Linked DNA regions of Zea mays: region 2 is linked to region 1. Evidence: chromatin contacts called from public Hi-C data. All regions are on one chromosome and are shown on one strand. The core of a region is the stretch at or near the end of the contact, and the rest is flanking DNA. Distances in the headings are between cores, read along the strand shown. Region 1 holds the start of LOC100283709 (growth inhibition and differentiation-related protein 88). Region 2 has its middle 16 kb from the start of LOC111589247.

Evidence for each region. Hi-C and Micro-C count contacts between places; a contact is called where the count stands out from the background.
Region 2: a contact with region 1 is called in a Hi-C map of leaf, with 5 times the contacts expected there. The contact joins the enhancer-like site here to the promoter of LOC100283709 in region 1. A contact is called at or near these places in 2 of 25 Hi-C or Micro-C datasets (ear and leaf).

The regions. Positions count from the first base shown.
Region 1 is chr6:135,108,726-135,111,478 of Zm-B73-REFERENCE-NAM-5.0, forward strand. LOC100283709 (growth inhibition and differentiation-related protein 88) reads right to left here and starts at 1,347. Exons shown (of 6, transcript NM_001156608.2): 1 at 887-1,347; 2 at 279-385; 3 at 1-179. The coding sequence starts at 1,152.
Region 2 is chr6:135,225,057-135,227,809 of Zm-B73-REFERENCE-NAM-5.0, forward strand. No RefSeq gene overlaps it. Among protein-coding and RNA genes, the nearest start is that of LOC111589247, 16 kb to the right of the region's middle. Within about 2 kb of position 1,430, at least 3 of the 20 cell types and tissues checked have an H3K27ac peak or open chromatin away from gene starts, as enhancers often do. A contact at or near this core is called in leaf, where this site is marked.

The sequences.
Region 1 (2,753 bases), core at 97-2,596:
CTGGTCACTGTACAAAACACTCTTATTGTAAAGAAATGAGCCCCTCCCCCTCCTTTTGGGCCCTGAAGATGGGGTGCTACTTTTTTCGGGGGAGCTGCAAGAAGATACTCTAGCTCCTTGCTCAAGAGAGCGCACTAGTGTGTCATCAAGGGCACCACTATCTGCAATAGCCTCCCAATCTGCAAGTATCAGAGGAGGAATGCACGATCTCAATTTCCTGTGAGCTGTGTCCACAAGTTCAATAGCACAAGCAAGCTATAAAAAGTTAAAAACAATACCATCCTCCTCATCTTCATTGCTTTTATTAGTATTAGCTGAGACTTCTGAGTCTTTTGAACCCGTTGCACACTCTTGTGATGGACATTTCTCTGACAGCTCCTGATCCCTTGAGAGCGTCATTTGGCACAAAACAAACATATAAGTAACTAATTAAGAACTAAGGAAAAGGCACCCAAGCAGGAGATTGTACATGAAGCCAATTACAATGGTTAATGAGGAAGTCGAAGTAGTACATAACTAGCTAGTGCCCCTGGTATTACTGTTTTAGATATATCAATTTTGCCACTGAATCTGTTGTTAGAAGTAGCAGCCATGAAGGCAAGCTACAATCTGAGCAACGCAGGGAAACTGTGTAACTACAGAGTACAGAGTCAAGTGGCAATTGCTAAAAATTAGGAGTAATCCAGGACTTAGGTGACCAATCATGCATCGAATTTCACATTATAATCTATATATTCCTATTTCTATGTATGAACAACCCAACGAAGGTAACTCTAATAATAGCCCAATAGAGCAATAACTAAGCAGTTGAAACATGAGGCCTGAGCGAAGGGCTTCCAACAACGAACTACAAGAGCAACAAGGACGACGAGGGGGGGAAACAAACCCTAGGGTCCCAGTCCCAGGGACCGTGGCGCGGGACCGAAGGGCGATGGCGCGGGCGCGGAGCTCGTCGGCTCGGAGGGTGTCTCCCCGGGAGGCGTGCAGGCCCGCGAGGTCGCCGAGCGCCGTGGCGAGGCGAAGGTCAGTGGCAGGGGGAGCAGCGGAGGTTGACAAATCGGAGACGACGGACTCAAGGAGGGCGATGGCGCCGTCGACGTCGCCGGCGTCGACCAGGTCGTCCACCTCTTCCGTCCAACGCGGCCCGTCCATGGCTGGTGCGGTTTGAGGGTCGCCGGAGCTGAGTCGGTCTTAGTCGGTAGTCGGACTAGGCTGAAGAAAGAATAAAGTGTATTTCGGTTGCAAGTCTATAAAATTTTAAAGTATGTCTGTAAAAGTTTTAATTGCTATCTGGGTCTCTCTTAGTTCAAACAAACGATTTATAGTTCGACTCTATTGACTAGAACTGGCACATCGACTCGCATGTCATCCTATATATCTCTTTTCTCCGTTATCTCACGTCCCCGCCGCCACCGTCTCTAAAGATGAAAACGGATTGGTAAAATTCTGTCCTAATTTGTACCGTTTTCTATATTTGATCTTACCATTTTTATGTTTAAAGAAAAATATATAAACATTATAAAAATGAAAGAGGGTTTATTCCATCCGTTATGGTATCCCGGCTTTTATTCAGATTAAACTCGTATTTATTCCGTATTTAATAAATATATGACGAGCCTAATATGCATTTATACTTTTAGGTGACAAATTATAGCACAAGTGACCGAACATTGTAACTATTGACTCTTTTCAATAAAAAGTGGTCTAAAGTCTTAAACAACATCAGTGTAGCTAAATATATACTATTAGCAAACAAACAACAATAGAATGTTGCCTCTGTATATTTATTTGTTTTGTGTTATTATCATACCATCAGCCACTAGTCAACCAATCAATACCATTTCTGTTTGTATTAAATTACGAGTTTCCGTTAGTATTTTTGTTTCCGTTTGTTTGCGCAATTCAGTTTATCTCGCTTCTGTTTTTGTTCGTGACTATTTTAGATCTGATTCTGTTTCTGATGATAAAATGCCTCGGTCCGTTTCTATCTGTTTTCATCTCTGTCAGTCTTGCGCTCTAGCTCCAGCTTATTCTCCTCCTCGAAGCTCCTAGACACCCTGACTCCAGCTTGTTCTCCTCCTTGGGGCTCCTGTCAGCGGCGGACTGACGTTATGGCGAGTGAGGGCACATGCCCCTACTCAAATTTCTGATTACAGTGGACTTCATATTTTAATTACTGTAGCTTTAAAAGGTTATTTGTTAGTAAGCCTCTATTTAGATTCCCACTCAATAGTTGATCCTCCACTTGGATTTTGGGCTAGGTCCACTCAGCAGCACCTGCATGTGAGTGCGTCATGCCCATACACGCGTCAGGTTCCGGACATGCCATGCATCTATGTGATGTCTCGCTAGGTAGCAAGAGGATAGCTCACATCCGAGCCTAGTCTTCCTCCGTTGCTGCTCAGCCATGGTGGTGTCGCTGGACCTCGCCGAGCATGGCACGCGCCCGGCCATGGTGGTGCACGACCATCTTCTGCAATCATGTGAAAGCAGACATTATTTTCCTTGCACTTATTTGCTCTGTTTTTTCTATTGCTATTTGCTGTTTTTTCTATTGCTATTTGCTCTGTTTTTATTATGTTGACCAATGGTCATGCAAATGATTCGGGTTATTCACCCAATTCACGATCAGACTTTCTACTTAATTGAGGAGCATAGGAGAAAGCTCAAGGAAGATTACGGTTAGTAACCTAGAGAGGATAAGCTGGAGGTTGGCATGTTATATTTTCAGTTATATGGTTTCTGTTTATGAT
Region 2 (2,753 bases), core at 180-2,679, 120 kb after region 1:
TCATGGCCGGTCAGTAGTGACTTACGTGGCAGGTTGAGCTTCAGGTGGATTATGAGCTGGACGGTGTGACGGCGTCGTTGTCGGATGCGGTACCCAGAACAACCCGAGAGTCGCCGGCGTTGGCGACGACCATGAGGTCCCCCTGTTTGAAGATGGACAGCGCGGTGCAACCGCTCTGGACCGCGTCCAAGCGACGGCTGCGCCGGAGCATGCCGAACACAGTGGTGCATGCGACCACGTAGTATTGCTTCCAGAGGTCGAACTGGCAGTCGCCAAGCTTCTTCTCGTCGTCGATGAGTGACGCCAACGCGAGCGCCTCCTGCCAGTGGTGTTTGTTCGAGGTTTCCAAGTAAGAAACATGGATTCATCTTTGGCGTTGGTTTATGAAAATGACTCACAAGTAAGATCCATAGAAAAATATTACGGAGAATAAATGGCACACATATAAAAAGAATTTAAGTTGAAAACATTATTCAAACAAAAGAAATTGCATGCAATGCTCTTCTTTAAATACTACTCGCTCAATCAAAAAATACAATTCAAGAATCTTGTTGATAATTATCTACTACTACACATTGTGTAAATGTAGCAGGTGGGCTTTGGGAGAGATGTAGTAGATATTTTTACTGTAACAAGTATTAACATAAATACACATGTGGTGTAGTGGTAGCTATGAGCACATTTGCTTGAGGGTCGCAGGTTCGAATCCCATTGGACCATTTGTGTTTTTTAAATTTAATTTTAGCTAGACGTGGGATGCACGTGGGAATGACAATGAGATTTGCGGGAGGGGGAATGACAGCCTACCGCCTTAATAATAGAGAAGAGATTTAAGAAAAGAAACATATTTTTGAGTTATGCATCAATCATTAAAATATAAAAAAAACTTAAAACGGTTAGTATTACGATGAACCTCACTTCGATTCCATCGATTTTTTTCTTGGAATTGGTTTGTGGTACAGAGGCATTTTAGTCATTGACATCACAAACCGCTTTTCTGCCTTTTTGTGATGGTGAATCAAAGAACCATTAACCATATTTAAAATGAAATTGAAAACAAATCGAAAAAGAAAAAAGAGTAGAATTCACAGGAGGAAGAGAATTGCGAAGGGAAAAATACATAGTTAACAACAACTAAGGGTGATAATGAATCATGATCTAAATATTTCTTTACAGTAAATTAGAACTTTCATAATTTTTAGTTTAAAAATACATAAAAATATAGATCAATTTTAATTCAATTCGATACATAAAAATATAGAATTTATTATCATTCCTACCAACACCATACTATATGCATATGCAAGGAGGAAGAGATAAAAGGGAATCTGAAAACAAGGCTGAAAATAATTGCTCCTATGGTACACGTACACCAAAAACAAAGCTTGGTATCATTTTTTTCGAGATTCTTCTTGTTTGGTTGAGATTGAGATGTCAAAAAAGCTGATGTTAACCGTGAAGTGTCAAAGAGGTGCTATAAGCTATGTGCTATGAAAAATTCTAACGATTTTTTTCATGGAATTGGTTTGTGGTACAAGGGGCATTTTAGTCATTCACATCACAATTCTAACGATTTTTTCATGGAATTGGTTTGTGGTACAAGGGGTATTTTAGTCATTCACATCACAAATCGATCTCGCTTTTCCGCCTTTTTGTCACGGTGGATCAAAAAACCATTGACCATGTTACAAATAAAATAAAATAAAACAAATGATCGAACTCTGAACATATGCATATCCACATTTACATTCGTTTGTATGCATCCGAACACCACCAGCACTGCTGGTGGCTACAAGAAAATTCTGCAAGCCACTGTAGTCTTACACGCAGGGTCTGCTTCTGCCGCACGTAGGACAAATATTTCTTTATAATTTGTTAGAGCTTTAAATCATTTCTAATTTAAAAATGAATAGAGTAGAGTTCGATCGTAATCTGATTCAATCCTAAATTTTATAGAACTCATTATCATCCCTAGCTGTACGTGAAGTCGGACACAGCCGCACACGAAGAGTGTCATCTGCACGAGCACACCTCGTCGCCGTCGCTGCTCGAGTCCATGCTCGTCACCTCCTTGGTGGGTTGCCAAAACCGGACGTCTCCATGGGCTTGGCGAGCCGCGCTCCCTCGTGCCTTTGTATTTGAGGAGCATGTCGTTTGATTGGTTAGCCACACTATCTCATCTGGATCACCGAATGCGTTGACTTTATTTAAGATTATATTTGATTGTCTGCATGTGGCAGGCATAGCTTGCATGAGTTGATGAAAACAAGTCATTTTGATGTTATTAGCCTGCATCTGCCCATACACTTAAAATTGTTGTATCCCACTGGTCAGGGCGGCGCCAGCCAGCGCGTCCAAACGCAGCCATCCAATCAGGCCGATGGCACGGCTGTTGTCGACGTCCATGCCTACACCCGTCGGATCCGGGGACGGGCGTCGCCGTGGGGGCACTGGCCTGGATGAGCAACACCGTTTCTTGCCAGCACCGACAGTCACGTATATGAGAAAGGAGAGAAAAAAGTACATGTATCAGACACTGCAGAGGTGACGCACTACTTAAAGAAGCTTTTTTATACTTAGCACTATGCCAACCACTACGGTATGGGCAACCTCTCACCAGGAGGGCTCGGATACGTGACTGAGCCCTCGGCCTCGGCCTCGGCTCTCAGCAGAAACCAAGCGAGTGCAAGTCAACAACAAGTACAAGACCATTTCTCAAGCCATACCATCTACCGGGGTACGATGACATCTCC